Linked DNA regions of Mus musculus: regions 1, 3, 4 and 5 are each linked to region 2. Evidence: chromatin contacts called from public ChIA-PET and promoter capture Hi-C data. All regions are on one chromosome and are shown on one strand. Each heading gives the region's core, a stretch centred on a gene start, on an enhancer-like site or on the middle of the called end of the contact. The rest is flanking DNA. Distances are from core to core; before and after follow the strand shown.

Region 1 (3,332 bases), core at 337-2,836, 230 kb after region 2:
CTTTGCCTCTCAAGAGATTAAAGGTGTATAAGCAACCAGACCCTGCTTTTCAGGGTCTTATATTTAACCCTCTTCTCATTCTGATACAATTCTACCCATCTCAAGAATAATCCCGAGAGGGCAAAAAAAACCGAGTGAGTAGGGAGATCTCAAATTAAAGGGGAATGAAATATCAAGCTGCAATATAAACTGTAGTTTGATTGTAATTTAACAAACTAACATTTTAAAAAATATTTTTAGGGTTGAGCAGTGGTGGCCCTTTAATCCCAGCACTTGGAAGGTAGAGGCAGGCATTTCTCTGAGTTTGAGCCCTGTCTGGTCTACAGAATGAGTCCAGGACAGCCAAGGATACACAGAGAAACTCTGTCTCTAAAAGCCAAAATTAAATTTTTTTTAAGGACCAGGTTAAATCTTCTGTCCTTTGCCAGTATCTGTACACTCACGGCACACAAACACATACATAAAAAGTGGACACCTCTAAGCCCCAGCATACAGAGGCAGAAACTGATGGATCTTTGTGATTTGAGGCCAGCCTGGTCTACATAGTGAGATTCTGTCACATAACAAACTACAATCTAAGACCATATTTTATGCCTTATAATCCCAATTCTAAAGAAGCTGTCGCTGGAGATCACAAGCTCAAGACAAGCTAGGGCTACACAGTCAAGACCTTTATACCAAAATAAATAAATAAATAATTAAATAAATAAATAACCCACCCTCACCCCCCCCCAAAAAAAAAAACCAAACCCCTAAACAAGGGGCCTCTGCGCCGTAGCTTAGCTGAGAGAGTGCTTGAATCTCTATGAATTTGAGGTTAGCCTGGTCTATGTTCCAGGCCAGACAAGGCGACATAGTTGAGCCTCTGCCTCAAGTATAAAATAAAATAGGATATTAGTATATAAGAGCTCCTGTTGCTCTCGAAGACGCTCCGTTTTCAGTCTCCAGCACCCAAGCAGTGGTTTATAACCATGTTTCTTCTGTTGTAGGGATCCAACCTGACCTCCGCCGGCACCAGACACCCTCGTGGTGCACCTATATACGAGGTTGCAAAACACTCATACACATAAAATATCCTAAGAAAAACTGAATCCAAAAGTAACTAGAGATAAAAGGTGCATTTAAACAACATTTTGAGTATCCGATTACTATGTATGTGACTTAAGCGTATCTTTAACTTTCAAAGCTTTCTACAAATAAAAGCTACGAGTCACACGAGTGCACCAGCTCAAGACATGGAAATGGAGAAAAGGAAAATCAGAATGCCTTACTCCCAACGCCCCAGACAGGGCTGAATACCAGAAGAGACCCTGCTTCAAAAAAAGAAAAAAAAAAAGAAAAAGTGCAGTTTCATGATGGCCAGCCCCAGCAAGTAGCCCGAGACCCTGCAAACCCCCTCCGAGGTTAGGGTAGCATCTAGAGCGCAGGATACAGTCACTTTCAGGTGTTCAAGGATAAGGGTGATATAGGCACAGAGCCACACACTGACCTAGCTGAAGCCTGGGGCAGGACAGGAGCCACAGCAGCAACACCGGAGGGAGCAAGGAACCCATGCTGGGGAACCAGAACTCAGAGCGCATGCGTCTGCTCGGGCGCTTCTTCGCGCCTGCGCACTCGCACTGACTCAGTGACCAATGGCAGGGCGCTCCTTGGGAGCTTGCCTGTCAGGCCCGCCCATGAATGAACACAGGCCCACACCCATCCTACTCTGATTTTATCTGACTGCTTTTGTGTGATGTTAACACCCTTGCAGGTCCAATGTGCTGCAGTCTCAGCTGGCTAGAAGTTGCCCACGGTGCTGGGCACTAACTGCCTGTCTGTGAGAACCAGTAGTACGTAGCTGAGCCAACTCTCCACCCAGATATTTTCCTCTATTCAGTTGAGCTGTTCACTCACTCACTGTGGAATACGGAGCCAGCCCCTCTCCCCAAGTATCACACATAAAATCAAGTACATGAAAACCAAAGAGATAAGCTGTTACAGGTATGATGCAAAACCAAGATAGAAAATAGCCTAAAAAATCTTGTTTCACCCAAACCCTTATTCTTCAACAACCGTCCTTTTGGCTGTTAAATGTGTAACTCTCTCAGCCTCTTGTGTTCCCATGTCTGGAAGTTGGGTGGCAGAGTTCTGACCTTCCAGCCTCCACGGAGTAACTTGGCTTTATTAGCTTTTCTGAAGCATTTTCAGTCATTTCAAGTGTGAATGATCCAGTAGCTTCACTCTTTAAGTATTTATTAGACATTATGAAACCCATAAATTACCCAGATGTGTTTTACACTGGCAAGGATCTTACATGTTTAACAGGGAGTTGGCTGGATAATTTCAAATACATCCACAACAAATTATTCTTTCGACCTGGGGTCTCCTGTAGCCTGAGTTGGCATAGAAATTCCGGACTATTTCCAAAGGGCTAGGCTTACAGGCATGTGTCACCATGCCTTATTTAGGAGAAAACCATTACAAACTTTCAAAGAACACTTACGGAACAAGGGTAGACAACATGCTTATCTTATGTAATTTTTGTATCGGTGTAGCTAAAACATCTTGTTCAGTGGGTTGAAAAAGAGCTGCTTTGAGTGTCTTCAGATACTCAAGGCAAAAATAAAATAAAATTTTACAGTATAATTTGAATAGGTGTCAAATGTCCCGTTTCTTTTCTCCAATCAGGAAGAGAAAATTTTTTTCCAAATCACTTGAAGCTTGGACAAAAATAACCATTCCCCCCAACATCCTGTAGTATCACAGGCAGGCCTCAACCCTTCAGAGAGGACATCCCAGCTCGCATGATCTCGTCGACCAGGAGAATGTTGGTGGCGATCACAGTACTGAAAAGGAGGAAGAGAGGACAGATGAGCTATCAACCCAAACTGCTGTGTCTGCCGCCCGCCCGCGAGCCGCCATGATCGTGTACACTCACCAGGAGTGTAGCAGCTGCTTCTTCACACAGTAGTTATCCCACACACCCATCTCTGCAGCCACCATCGGCTCACCTGCAAATAACCAAGAGCACCAAAGGCTTTTTTCATATATTTTATGAACCCTACCAATTCTAAAACAGAAAACATGGGCCAATTGAGACCATATTTTTTTTTCCTTTTCAAAAGATAAGAATTTTCTATACTACAGCGCAAGACAGCATCCAGGCTGCGGTCCTGTTGCCTCAGTTCTGAAAGGATCACAGGCTGCATCAGGTCAACCTCAGGGACTTTAAATACAAAGGAACAGTACTCTTCCATTAGTAACCAAGACTTCTCCAAACACTCTTAGCAATGCCTTACAGTCAGTGCTCACTGCTTAGCAGACTGCTGCACACTCTGCTCAGGACACAC
Region 2 (3,256 bases), core at 533-3,032:
AGAGAGAGACTATGCCAACAGTCAGAGCCAAGAAGCAAAGACATCTGAACAGCAATGTAGGTTCAGATGTATACAAACAGAAGTCAAAGGCTCTCCAAGTACTACCCAATGTTCGGGCTACCTTCCATGTGCTAGACCTACTGTGTGGGGACCATCAATAAGTCCTTACCCATTATGGGAACAGCTAACCTAAGGACAAACTATGATGCTTATTTGTAGACATATCTCACATATTTATTACGGTCTGAGTGTCTGATGCTGTGGTTCCTGTGGAGGTCAGAAGACAACTTGCAGAAACCAGTTCTCTCCTTCTACCATGTTCTGGGTTTGCAGGCTCTAACTCAGGTAGTCAGGTTTGGCAGCACAAGCCTTTACCCCTGGGCTATCTGCTTGTCTCCAGCGCTGTTTAAAGCACGGCACTCAATTTGCATAGTGGTCCATACTTGTCATCCCAACAACTGGGAGGCTGAGGCAGAACTGCTTTGAGTTCAAGACTATAGTCAGCGCTGGCCAGTCTAGAACGAGTTTGTGGCCCTGACTCATGTGAGAGTGCGGGGTGGCTGGAGTCCAGCGCTCAGGGATTTAGAGCACTTGCTGCTCTTGCAGAGGACTGGAGTTCAATTGCCAGTACCCACGCGGTGACTCCCACCCACCTCTAACTCCAGCTCCCAGGTACCCAGCGCCCTCTTCTGGCCTCCTCAGGCACTTAAGCGCACGCATCGTGCACATACATACATGCATGCATTATATATATATATATTAATAGTAATAATTATAATTATGGAACTGGCATAAGGAGCATGGTAAATGTCCCAAGTGTCAAGTGTCAAGAGAGGACGAAAAGGAAAAGGTGGCGGCTGATTAAAGCCAGAGGAGGTGAACAGGATATAAAAGGGTCTCCAAATTAAAAGGGTATGCACCATTCCATGAAGGGAGTCAGCAACTGACATGGAAAAAGGGACTCACGGTGGCCCACGCCTGTCATCCCTTGTTGAGACGAGACGACCACCACCAGCCTGATCTACATGATGAACCTGAGGCCAACCTGGGCTAGATGGTGATTCTGAGGTCAGCCTGGGATACAAAGTTAAGTTTGAGGCCAGCTTAGGCTATACACAGGGAGTTCGAAGACGATGTGGGCTACAGGCTAAATCGAGTTCAAAGCCAGCAAGGGTTACTCTGAATTCATAGCCAGCCTGGGGTAAACAGTGAGATGTCTCATGGGGATGGGGGTGGGGGAATCCTCAAAAAAACGGGATGACGGTCTCCATCAAGGCTAGGGATATCACAGTGAGCGTGCGTGCGCAGGTGAGTCGGGATCCGGTGAGTGGAGAGCCGAATGCCTGCTGGGCAGACATGGCAGTAGCGACCGGGACTGCTAGGCGAAAGGAGCGGGAGGCGCCGGGCGGCCCGGGGGATGGGGGAAGGGGCAGGCGGGATGAAGGATGGAGGCGTCCCGGGCTCGGCGCCCGGAGAGCGGCGCCGCTTACCTACGATGGCGGAGGCGCAGCCGTGCCGTCGCTCCGGCATCTTGGGCTTCGGCCGCTTCTCCGGCCGCCCTAGTTGGTGGCCATAGCGCCCGCCCCGGGAGCGCGTCCTCACCGCCAGGCGACGGCCCTGCCCGGCCCCGCCGAGAAGCGCACCCGCGGCCGCCTCAGCAGCGACTGGCCGCGGTCGCCGCCTCAGCTCCTGCCTCCCGCCGCCGCGTGGCCGCGGGATCTCACGCACGCCGCCATAGGCTACCCGCAGCCGGGCCGCGCGATGTGTCCGCCTCTCTGATTTGTCGGTTCCGGGGGGAGGCGGGGCTTGAGAGAGAGCCCGCGGGGCAGCCAGGAGCTGCGGGGTGGGGTCTGACATCCGGGGCCAGCGTTTGTCGAACTCGCAAAAAGGGCTTATACCCTGCTGCTGCCTACACGGGCAGTTTGTGGCTGGAGTAACAGAGCCGGTGGCCTAACTGGAGGGGAGCCAGGACTTGTTCCGGGACCCTCACATGTCCAAGAAGACCTTCATCCCTGAAACAGGGCAGGGACAAACAAAAAATAGTGTTCCTAAAAAGTCCCCTGCACTGCCTGGCCATTGCTTGACGCAGCTGTCAAGCACACAAGTCAATTTGCACAGTATTCCGTACCACAGAAAAGTATTAGTGAGGGCTGAGGATGGAGCTCAGTCGGGAGAGTAGGCGTGAAGCCTTGGGTTCCATCCCCAGCATCAACTGGATATGGTGGTACATAGCTCGAATCCCAATACTGAGGTCATACAAGGCAAGAGGATCAGAACTTCAAGGCCGTCCTTGGCTACAAGGGGGAGTTTAAGGACACTCTGGACAGCATGAGTCCCTGTCTGAAAATAAAGATGTATAAATGAAAGAAGGTGCGATGACTTAACCACTATAATATCTCAGAGGGCTGTGGCAGGAGGATTGCCAGGAGTTTGAAACCATTCTAGGTTGCTTCGTGAGTTCCAGGCCAAAATGTATTACAGGACAAAATCCTTTCTCAACCTCCCTTTGCACCCTGCCCTGAAGCCAGGCAAGGTGATTCATAGCTATTATCCTGAGACTCGAGAGGCCAAGGCAGGACAGAATTCAAGAGCTATCTGGGCTGCAGAGCAACATCCTGTCTCGGAGTTTAAATTTTTTAAAAAAGAAAGGTTGGGGATGGAACTCAGCTGCTAGAATGCCTGACCCAGAGCGTCACTTAGCACCATAGAAGCCAGAAAGAGTGACACGTGCTTATTAACCCAGCACAAGCCAGTCTCTGGCATGAGCACCTGGAATTGAAGTTGAGCCTCAGCTTCACGGTGGGTGAATCTGGGGCCCGTCTGTGCTGCAGGAAGTTCTATTGCAGAGGAAAGAAAAAAAAAGAAGGAAGTGGGGAGCATGCTCACAATCTCAGGACTTAGGAGGGGGAGCCAGGAGGTCAGCAGTTCAGGGTCACTCTTGTCTATGTACTGAGTTTGAGGCAAGTCTGAGTTACACATACATACATACATACATACATACATACATACATACACACAGGCATACATAAGTAGAACCATTCCACGAGAGAAGGGAGAACTACGAAGAGGGGAGAGAGAATTGAGAGGGAGAGAGGAAACCGCTCTTCCCCACCTACAATCCCCGTGCATGTCTCCGCCAGGTTCCATCAAAGCAGTAATTTCAACTCTATTGGCACGGGTTCTGGAGATAGCATGGGCTCAGGGACCTAGAAGCCAAATCTGAAACGCCTGTCATCCTCCTGTGAGCAAGTGCCAC
Region 3 (3,199 bases), core at 128-2,627, 180 kb before region 2:
TTCCAGTTACATGGAGGCGTGATGAACCTTGGAGGCCAGAGGTGAAGCCCAGTCCTCCTGAAAAGTAGCAAGTGTTTTTAACCACAAATCAACTTCACCAGCGCAAGCTTGACTTGTGTTCAACCAGAGCCTTAAACACAGAAGGTGAAGATTTTTTTCACAGGACTTGAAATCTAAAATTTATTGGGGTTTTTTTGTTGTTGTTGTTTTGTTGGTTTTTGGTTTTTTGTTTGGTTTTTGGTTTTTTTGGGTTTTTTTTTTTGGTTTTGGTTTTGTTTTGTTTTTTTTTTTTGTTTTGTTTTGTTTTGTTTGGTTTGGTTTGGTTTTTCGAGACAGGGTTTCTCTGTGTAGACCAGGCTGGCCTTGTCAGAAGTCCGCCTGCCTCTGCCTCCCAAGTGCTGGGATTAAAGGCGTGCACCACCACAGCCCGGTGAAATTTATTGTTTACAGGTGCTGTTTAATAGACCCAGAAGTCCCAAAACATGGATAAGGAGCTACCACCATCAGACGCCCCTGAGGTTAGACCAACTTCCATCGAAACGTGGTCCTTAGGCTCAGAAAGGGAAAAACCTAGTTAAGAGCTCCCAGGAGCGACAGCCTCCTGCTAATATGTGCGTTCAGTTAGGCTGAGGTGGGAGGAACACCGTTAATTTTTTTTAATTATTTATTTAATGTATATGAGTACACTGTAGCTGTCTTCAGACACATCAGAAGAGGGCATCAGATCTCAATACAGATGGCTGTGAGCCACAATGTGGTTGCTGGGAATTGAACTCAGGACCTCTGGAAGAGCAGACAGTGCTCTCAATCGCCGAGCCATCTCTCCAGCCCCCGTTATTTTTTAAAACTAACCCGGGCTACATCCGAGTTCCAGGCCAGCTTAGACTACAGAGCAATTTCCTAATCCCCCTGGGTAGTGAGTTCCAGGTGAGCCTCGGCTATCCACTGAATGCCGAACTAGTTGCTATACAAGCTGAGATCCACACAGGGGCTACACAGTGAGTCCCAAATTTTCCTGAGCTTACACTGTGAGTTCTGAGTTAACTTGGGATACATAAAACGGCCCTTTTAAAAGGAAAACAGAAATAAAAGGAAAGAAGAAAAAATAAGATACAGTAAAAACAAACAGTAACACATCAAGTGTAGCAACCTAAGGCCCTCGGTGGAGGGGGAATCTGTTGCCTTCTGCCCGCCCGAGACCCTGGCCAGCCCAGACTCACCCATCCTCCGCGGGGCCCGAGCTACGCAAGTCAACCGGCAAACGCAAAGAGAGAGGGACAGCGAACAGGAGGATTGAGTTTACAGGGACAGGGAAGCCATGCATGCAGTCGGCAGACCTGCCCGCGTTGGCTGCAGGGGACAGAGGCGGGCCCAGAAGGAAAAAAAAAAAAAAAAAAAGGAGCTAGCGGAAGCTCTAACTTCCTCTCTGATAGGCTCAAATAGAAAAGAGGCGGGACCAGAGAGAAGCCATCACTTCTAAACCTGGGAAAGATGCTAGAGCACTTCCTGTACTTCTCGGATTGGCTCAGAGTGGAAAGGGGCGGGCCTGTGGGAAACGCGGTCCAGAGCGGGAGATGCAAAAGCAAGCGAGCTTCCTGCTCCACTGTTATTTCTCGCTTCGGCTCAGAAGGGGAAAGGGCAGGACAGAGGGCAGTACTATCAAGAAATAAATGACAACCTGGCATGCTGCTGACTGACCATTAATCCTAGCACTCCAGAGGCACAGGCAGACGGATCTCTGGGAGTTCCTAGTTAATGGACAGCTTGTTCCGCCGCGTAGTGAGCTCCAGGACTACGTATGCCAGGGCTATAAAGAGACCTTGCCTCAATCAATCAGTCAATAAATGGAAAAAAGGAATTCAGCTTGATGACACAGACCTGTATTTCAGCGCTCTTGAGGCTGAAACAAAATGATCACGAGATTCAGGATAGCTACTATTTGGAGAAAGAGTCTCACTGTGTAGCTCTGGATGGCCTGTAACTCGCCTATATAAAACAAAATGGCTTCGAATTTACAACGCAATTAGCCTGCCTCTGACTCCCATGTGCATAGGTGACTAAGCCAAGAGAGTTTTTATTTACTTCTTTTAAAAGTTATAGCCGGGCGTGGTGGCGCACGATTTTAATCCCAGCACTCGAGAGGCAGAGGCAGGCGGATTTCTGAGTTCGAGGCCAGCCTGGTCTACAGAGTGAGTCCCAGAACAGCCAGGGCTACACAGAGAAACCCTGTCTCAAAAAAAAAAAAAAAAAGATATATATATGTGTGTGTGTATATATGTGTGTACATATACACACATATATGTGTGTATATATATCACTGACTGCTCTTCCAAAGGTCCTGAGTTCAATTCCCAGGACCACATGGTAGCTCACAACCATCTGTAATAGGATCTGATGCCCTCTTCTGGTGCGTTTGAAGACAGCTACCGTGTATTCATATACATAAAATAAATAAATAAATCTTTTAAAAAGTAAATCTTAAAAAAAAAAAAATAGGGCTGGCGAGATGGCTCAGTGGTTAAGAGCGCCGACTGCTCTTCCTAAGGTCCCGAGTTCAAATCCCAACAACCACATGGTGGCTCACAACCATCCGTAACGAAATCTGATGCCTTTTCTGGAGTATCTGAGGACAGCTACAGTGTACTTACATATAATAAATAAATCAAAAAAAATTTTTTTTTAAATTTAAAATGAGCGCAGCCTCTGAACTCTGCAGAACTATTCAACCAAAATATCATGTTTCCACCCAGATAATAAACATTACTCACCCATAATAGGTAGGCGTAACTGGCGCCTGTAAATGACGTCATCACAGAACGACCCGCCTTCCTTTGAGGGTGGAACTAGAGGGCGTAAAAAGTCACGGCGCGCAGGCGTGGTTGCTTTCTTATCGGCTGCCTGGCTAGTGCGCCACTTGACGCATGTGCAGTAGGGCAATCGGGCGTGCGGTAGCTTCTTCCCTGGTAGGTTCCGGAAGAGCCGCGCACTCCTTGGGCGTTAAGGGTTCGCGCGCCGCAGGGTCGTTTCAGCCGAGCACTTGGCGTCCCCTCGAGCTCGAGATCTGTGAACAGCCACCATGTCGATCTTCACCCCCACCAACCAGATCCGACTGACCAATGTGGCCGTGGTGCGGATGAAGCGGGGAGGGAAGCGCTTCGAAATCGCCTGCTATAAAAACAAGGTCGTCGGCTGGCGGAGT
Region 4 (3,006 bases), core at 103-2,602, 180 kb after region 2:
CCATCATGTGGGCTGGCGAGATGGCTCAGCGGTTAAGAGCACTGACTGCTCTTCCGAAGGTCCGGAGTTCAAATCCCAGCAAACACATGGTGGCTCACAACCACCCATAATGAGATCTGACGCCCTCTTCTGGTGTGTCTGAAGACAGCTACAGTGTACTTCCATATAACAATAAATAAATTTAATAAATAAATAAACCATCAGGTAAACATTTTTTGGAGCCGAAGGAGTAGCAACCCACAGGTTTAGACCAAGGGGTCTCCCTAGCCTAGTTAACATCTGAATTAACATTTCAGGCTGGGGGAGGGAGAGGGGGATGCTGGTGCTGAAGTAGAGTGTCCTTGCAACCCACTGCTGACAACCTGAGTTTGAGCCTTAGAAAGATCAACAACCAACTCCCATAAAGTGCCCTGTGACCTTCACACAGGCTCCCAGATGGGACATCTGGAATCTTGATGCTGTCAAGAATTTCCTACTTCGTGTGGACAGGAGATGGCTCAATGGAGCAGCAGTTCTCAACTTGTGGGTCAGGACCCTTTCACAGGGCTCGCCTAAGACCAAACTTACAAAATTACAGTTACAATGTAGCAAAAAAAAAAATTTTTTTTAATGATCAGGGGTCACCACCACAACAACAAAAGGATCGCAGCATTAGGAATGTTGATACCCCTTGTAGTAGCGTAATTACAACTAAGGGTTAGCTATCCTGGACCCAAAAGGTGGAAAGAGAGAATTCTAAAATTCTCGAACCTCCACACACAAATAACGAGTAATTTTCTTTTATCCTTTTTTTCCCCCCTTCTATAAACCTTTAAACTCTGTAATCCCATCCCCAGAGAAGCAGAGTCAGGAAAATCAAGGAAGGCTATCCAGGACTTATGAAGTCCAAAGCTAGCCTGACAGAATCAAAAACACAGTAAGAACAAAACAAAACAAAACAAAAAAACACCCCCAAGAGCTTGACACCTATCACCATTCATTCTTTCCTCACCTCCTCTTAGACTATGCCCTCGACAGCCCTTCCCCCAACCTGTCTAGGGAAAATGTCACATTTCAGAGTCCTCTCCCGGAGTGCACAGAGCGTGTCCCCGTTCTCCGGGAGTCCTCCCCTGGTAGCGGATCCCTTTCGGCTCCCTCCATCTCACCCTCGGCTTCGCAGCTCTTAAGCTACAGAACCTCGTCCTGGCCGCCCGCGCTTTGTCCCCAGTCCCGAGGGTCTCACCCGGCCAGAAGGGTCACGCGGGAAGTGCGGATTCGGCTTCCACGTGGCATCCTCGGTGTCTGCACCTTAAGCGTCCAGACACAACAAACTCGGGAACGCCCACGGGCGTCCAGCAAGGAGGGAGGAAGGTGGGAGGTGGAACCTCCGCACGTAGCCAATTAGAGCCCAGGAGAAGCACGATCGCTGAAAGTTATTGGACGAACCAGACATCAGTAACTGGCAATGCGGTGCCACTGCGTACCACGCCGGGAAGTTGCTTGGCGACGAGGCGCTGTAGCTAATGGGAAGTTCCTGAGGTTGCTCTCTCAAATCTTGTCCTTCGGTTCTGAGATGTATGGTTAGTTTTTTTCTTTCGATGGACCACTGGATTCCTCCACTGCCAGGCTGCCCTTTGATTTTGAGACCCTTCTGCCTCAGCATCTCAAGTGAACTGGCATCTCAAGTGAATTACCCGCATGTGCTGCCACGCCCACTGTGTTAACACGTGTTAAACCTGAAAATTGAGTGGATGAAGACTAAACTCTATTGTCTAATCAAAAGCAAGCTTTATTTTAGAGGTGCATCCAGCATCAGGACTGGATATCCGGCTGTTTTATCCTAAGTTGGGATTTTAGAGAACAGGCCCTTACTGGCCTTTTGGGATTCCTTTTATGGCGGAGCGATAAAAGATTAATAGAAAACAGATGTAAGCATGTTTACAGGGCCTAGAGTATTGACTGTTAGAGATTGTTAGAAAAATACAATGAAACAGGAAGACAAGGATATATATCATATAAATGAGGTCTTTCCCCCCCCCCCCCCAGATTACATCAGATTTAGGAAGCAAACTTAGATAGAACCCTAGTTTCGTAAGTATAGGGGCTTAACACACTGGGTTCCTTAATTTGCAAGGTATGGGTACTTAATACAATGTGGTCCTTAATTTCGAAGGTATATGGGTTTGACACATTGCACCCTTTGATTTATGGTCTCATAGTCTCATCTTGGCCTGATTAACTCTTTCAAATCTTTGACAAGAGAGCAAGCATTGCTTGATGTTGTAGTCGGGGGAACAGGATTCTGGTATTGAGTATCTGGAGGGTGATTAGGTTAATATTGCACCAAAAACACAGAGCGCAAGTATTATGATTGATAGTAGAACCATCAGGGGGCCAATGAAGGGTGAGAAACATCTTAGCCAGGAGGGCCAATCAACATGTGCCTTGGAGATATTATTTCTCAATGTAAGTTATCGATTAGGTTATCGATGGTGTTAGAGAAATCTGATATGTTAACACATTTCAGGGAACTGTTGACATCCAAGATTATGTGTGATCAACTGAAAGACTACGGTAGCTCTATTTTGTAGGATTGTCATTCTTAACTCTCTAATTTCTCGGTTAATTTCTGTCAATATCTTTGTTGTATAGTGTTTGGCTAGTGAGCCAGCTATTTTAGAAATCTCCCTTTTCATCCCCACAACCAATGAGGGGCAGGTTGTGACTGCTGCTGAGGCGGGGTCTAGCAGATATGGGGAGCCTCCACAGGTAGAGCTCCCTGATCTCTTAATCCTATTAGAAGACTTTAGAGACTTTCTGAATAAAATAGGTGTGATTCTTCCTATCCCACGTATGCCCTTATAGCACGGGGTGGGAGCAGGAGAAGTGTATTCTCACAGATAAAAATCCACCCCAGGGGGGAATCATTTTCCCCTGGGGAGTGCATGATTGGAAATACTGCTGCAGTGGGGAGGGACATCAGTACAATCAAAGCATAGCCAGTGAAGGAAAAAGGCGTTATTTAGA
Region 5 (3,356 bases), core at 177-2,676, 200 kb after region 2:
AGGCTGGCCGGGTCTACAGGGTGAGCTCCAGGACAGCTGGGGCTACACAGAGAACCCTGTCCCACACAAAAACCAGCCAAACATCAACAACAAAAACATGGAGTTCAATTCCCAGCAACTACATGGTGGCTCACAAACCATCTGTAATGGCATCCGATGCCCTCCTCTGGTATGTCTAAAGACAGCTACAGTGTACTCACATACATAAAATAAAAAACTTAAAAAAAAAAAGTCATGCTTGGTGTTGCACCCTATAGTGCCAACACACAAGCAGAAGCAGGAGTGCAAGTGTGGAGGCCTCTTGGTCTGCACGGTTTCTGGGTCGTCAGAGTTGTGTAATAAGAGTCTTGTCTTCACTGGGCAATGGTAGCACACGAGTTTAATCCCAGCACTTGGGAGGCAGAGGAGGCAGGCAAATTTCTGAGTTCAAGGCCACCCTGGTCTACAGAGTGAATTCCAATACAGCCAGGACTATACAGAGAAACCCTATCTCCAAATAAAAGACTCTTGTCTTCAAAAAATAACAATGTATTCCTTTCAAAGCTGGTGTTGCCAGGCTGGAGAGATGCATGGCTCATGTGAAGAGCACTTGCTACTCTTTCAGAGGACCTGAGTTCAGTTTTCCATACTCATAGTGGCTATAATGGTCTGTAACTCCAGTTCTGGGGGGGGGGGTCTAATGCCCTCGCTGATGTCTGAGCATATAAGACATTCCTGTATTACAGATACATACTGCCAGCAAAAGACTCATACACATAAAATCGCAAAAAAAACAGGGCTAGAGAACCTGGCTCATTCCTTAAGATCATAAACTGCTTTTCCAGAATTCGATCTCCAGCACCCATGTAGCAAACAACCAGCTATAATTCCAGCTGCAGAAAAACCCAACACCTGGCTTGGGCAGGCACTAATACTCATATCCACATACAGATAGATATGCTGTGATGGTTTGTATATGCTTGGTCTGGGGAGTGGCACTATTAGGAGGTGTGGGAGGGGAGAGGGGGTAGAGAAAAAAAAGTTGCCTTGATCATGGTGTCTGTTCACAGCAGTAAAGCCCTAACTAAGAAATACACACTCATACACATAATTAAAAGTTTGCTTGTTTGTCTTTGGTTTCTCCAGACCAGGTTTCTATGTCTAACTCTGGCTGTTGTGGAAATCACTCAAACTCAAAAGATCTACCTGCCTCTGCCTCCTAAGTGTTCTCCAACACATTGGCTCAGCAAAAGCCAATATTTAAAAAAAACCAAAAGGCTTTGTCTCCTCTGAGCCATTTGCTTTATCCCTGCCACATGTGCTTTCCCCAGGCTCCGCCAGGTGTCACCCCTGATGTAGTTCTGCCCCAGGCCTAGCCCTGCTGGACCTTGGCCTGCATCCCAGGTTTGCAGTTGTGATTTATTTTTGGCAGGCCAGCCTTCCATCACCAAGTACCAAAGTTCCGCAAGAGGAGCAAGACAGCAACTCCAATAAGTGTCTGCTCAGGACACAGCTTCAGCCCTTTGTGGTCTGCTGTCTCCCAAGGGCTCCAGGACCTTTGGAATTCTTGTCACTTCCATTCAAGGGCCTACAAGGACCTCACGGTGAGTAGCCAGGCAGTAGATGGGAGCAATGGGGTTGTGAGGCAAAGACAGGAACCCCTTCCAGGTCTGTTTGACCCATTTCCCCTTAATCCTGGGAGAGCACGGATTCTCAGAGCACCTGTCAGGCAGTTACCTACAGATCATGGATCGGTTGTGTTCTCTGATTAGCTTTCTGGGATATCAAATTCCAAAACATTAGACTATCTATTCTCATTTAGAACACCTCCACACCCCTAGGGAGTCTTGGAACAAGTGTCAGGGGATAATGAAACAGTAAATCCAGATCCATGGTTGGCTCAAGTCAGGCCTTAAGAACAGGGAGATGGACACACGTATATTATCAGAAAGGGTAAACACAGCCAGAATTTGACCAGCCTGGCTCAGGCTGGCATCCTGGTGTGAGCCAAGAATTGCTCTGAACTCAATCACGCAAGGGATCTGCTGTGCCTAGATAATAAGTGAGGGGCATTACATGCCCATCTTGGGCCTTTAGAATGGCCTTTCAGCAAACAGGCTTGTTTTTCAAGGCATACTAACACCTTCAGGCTCTGTTGGCTGTTGATAGGGTCAGCACACAGGCCTGTTTCCTGCTATTGGCAAAGGAGACAGTTGTTATTCTAAACCTTCTTCTGGTAACCAGGCACCCAGTCGCTGGACACCAGGCTTCCTGCAAAGGCCAGCTTGAGGCAGCCAGCACTGCCGCTTGGCTGGTCAGCAAATTGGGCCCCTTGGGAGACCAAGCTTTCTTGGAAGTGGACATGAAGCATGTACCCTTTGCCTGCTTGCCTCTTCCTATTGCTGGGTGATTTTTCTGCCTTTCTCAAACCCTGGGTCTGGAGCAGGAATTCAGTTTCCTGGTAGGAGCCTCTATGTCCCTGGAACAAGATAGGCCAGCTTAGCTTCTCCACATCCAAGATTGAGCACCCTGACTCAGGGCTGTGGGGGATGTGGTGCGGTGGCGGTGGGGGTGGGGCATAGCTCAGCTCAGTCAGTGGCAGAGTGCTTGCCTAGCATACTCAACACCCTGGGTTTTATCCCTAGCACCTAAAGATAAAAATAAGACGGGCTGGAGAGATGGCTCGGTGGTTAAGAACACTGGCTGCTCTTCCAGAGGACCTGGGTTCAATCCCAGCCCCCACGTGGCAGCTCATTACTGCCCTCGGCTCCAGTTCCAGGGGATCCGACACCTTCACACAGATACCATGACACATAAAATTAAATTTTTTTTTTAAAGCAAAGTAGAAATAAGAGTAACCGACTCATGCCAGGCATGGAGACACATGCCTTTGATGACAGCACTAGGAATGCAGAGGCACAAAGATCTATTTATCTATGAGTTTTAGGCCAGCCAGGGCAACATAGTGAGACCCTGTCTCAAAAGGAAAAAAACAAAAAAAAAACAAAAAAAACCTTACAGTGTTGTCCACTCTGCTCCAGGACTACTGGGGTCTTGCTTGCCATTGCTAGGTAGGATCTACGGTATCCATCAGCTAAGACTTATACAGTGCATCACCTGTCCATTGAATCATACCCAGCACTTGCCACACACCGGTGCTGGGCAGAAGGCACAGAGACATCTAAGCATCACAGTCTAATGGGAGGTTATAGCAGAGGCTGAGACCAAGCATTACTCGTCCAGCTCCAGTACAGAGCTTGGCTTTTTTTTTTTTTTTAAGTAAGATTATCTTGATTTTACATGTATGACTGTTCTATGTGTGCACCACATGTCTGCCTGGTCCTGATAGAGGCCAGCAGAGGGCACCTCATTCCCTG

Evidence for each region. ChIA-PET counts read pairs in DNA pulled down with a chosen protein or histone mark. Capture Hi-C pulls out chosen DNA fragments and counts their contacts.
Region 1: an RNA polymerase II ChIA-PET map of memory CD8 T cells shows a contact between it and region 2, with 97 read pairs. The contact joins the promoter of Sumf2 here to the promoter of Tpst1 in region 2. A contact is called at or near these places in 2 of 115 datasets of contacts at active chromatin or transcription factors (memory CD8 T cells and pancreatic cancer cells) and 2 of 9 other capture datasets (adipose tissue and liver).
Region 3: an RNA polymerase II ChIA-PET map of memory CD8 T cells shows a contact between it and region 2, with 332 read pairs. The contact joins the promoter of Tyw1 here to the promoter of Tpst1 in region 2. A contact is called at or near these places in 14 of 39 promoter capture datasets (the 3T3-L1 cell line, the C10 cell line, the HPC-7 cell line and 10 more), 6 of 484 Hi-C or Micro-C datasets (the G1E-ER4 cell line, the HL-1 cell line, Th1 cells and 1 more), 5 of 115 datasets of contacts at active chromatin or transcription factors (effector CD8 T cells, embryonic stem cells, large pre-B cells and 2 more) and 2 of 9 other capture datasets (adipose tissue and liver).
Region 4: a contact with region 2 is called in a promoter capture Hi-C map of liver. The contact joins the promoter of Zbed5 here to the promoter of Tpst1 in region 2. A contact is called at or near these places in 5 of 39 promoter capture datasets (the C10 cell line, the HPC-7 cell line, liver and 2 more), 1 of 484 Hi-C or Micro-C datasets (embryonic stem cells), 4 of 115 datasets of contacts at active chromatin or transcription factors (bone marrow-derived macrophages, embryonic stem cells, microglia and 1 more) and 2 of 9 other capture datasets (adipose tissue and liver).
Region 5: a promoter capture Hi-C map of liver shows a contact between it and region 2. The contact joins the promoter of Phkg1 here to the promoter of Tpst1 in region 2. A contact is called at or near these places in 2 of 39 promoter capture datasets (the C10 cell line and hematopoietic stem and progenitor cells), 1 of 484 Hi-C or Micro-C datasets (embryonic stem cells), 2 of 115 datasets of contacts at active chromatin or transcription factors (bone marrow-derived macrophages and pancreatic cancer cells) and 2 of 9 other capture datasets (adipose tissue and liver).

Annotation. Positions count from the first base shown.
Region 1 is chr5:129,845,244-129,848,575 of GRCm38.p6, reverse strand. Sumf2 (sulfatase modifying factor 2) reads right to left here and starts at 1,586. Exons shown (of 9, transcript NM_026445.2): 1 at 1,490-1,586. The coding sequence starts at 1,580. Cct6a (chaperonin containing Tcp1, subunit 6a (zeta)) reads right to left here. Exons shown (of 13, transcript NM_009838.2): 12 at 2,921-2,993; 13 at 2,133-2,828. The coding sequence ends at 2,756.
Region 2 is chr5:130,077,896-130,081,151 of GRCm38.p6, reverse strand. Tpst1 (protein-tyrosine sulfotransferase 1) reads right to left here and starts at 1,782. Exons shown (of 6, transcript NM_001130476.2): 1 at 1,491-1,782.
Region 3 is chr5:130,255,215-130,258,413 of GRCm38.p6, reverse strand. Tyw1 (tRNA-yW synthesizing protein 1 homolog (S. cerevisiae)) reads right to left here and starts at 1,377. Exons shown (of 16, transcript NM_001015876.2): 1 at 1,221-1,377. The coding sequence starts at 1,224. Sbds (SBDS ribosome maturation factor) reads left to right here and starts at 2,884. Exons shown (of 5, transcript NM_023248.2): 1 at 2,884-3,199. The coding sequence starts at 3,077.
Region 4 is chr5:129,894,069-129,897,074 of GRCm38.p6, reverse strand. It overlaps Zbed5 (zinc finger, BED type containing 5), which reads right to left and starts at 1,352. Exons shown (of 4, transcript NM_183088.2): 1 at 1,223-1,352. The coding sequence starts at 1,272.
Region 5 is chr5:129,877,158-129,880,513 of GRCm38.p6, reverse strand. Phkg1 (phosphorylase kinase gamma 1) reads left to right here and starts at 1,426. Exons shown (of 10, transcript NM_011079.3): 1 at 1,426-1,583.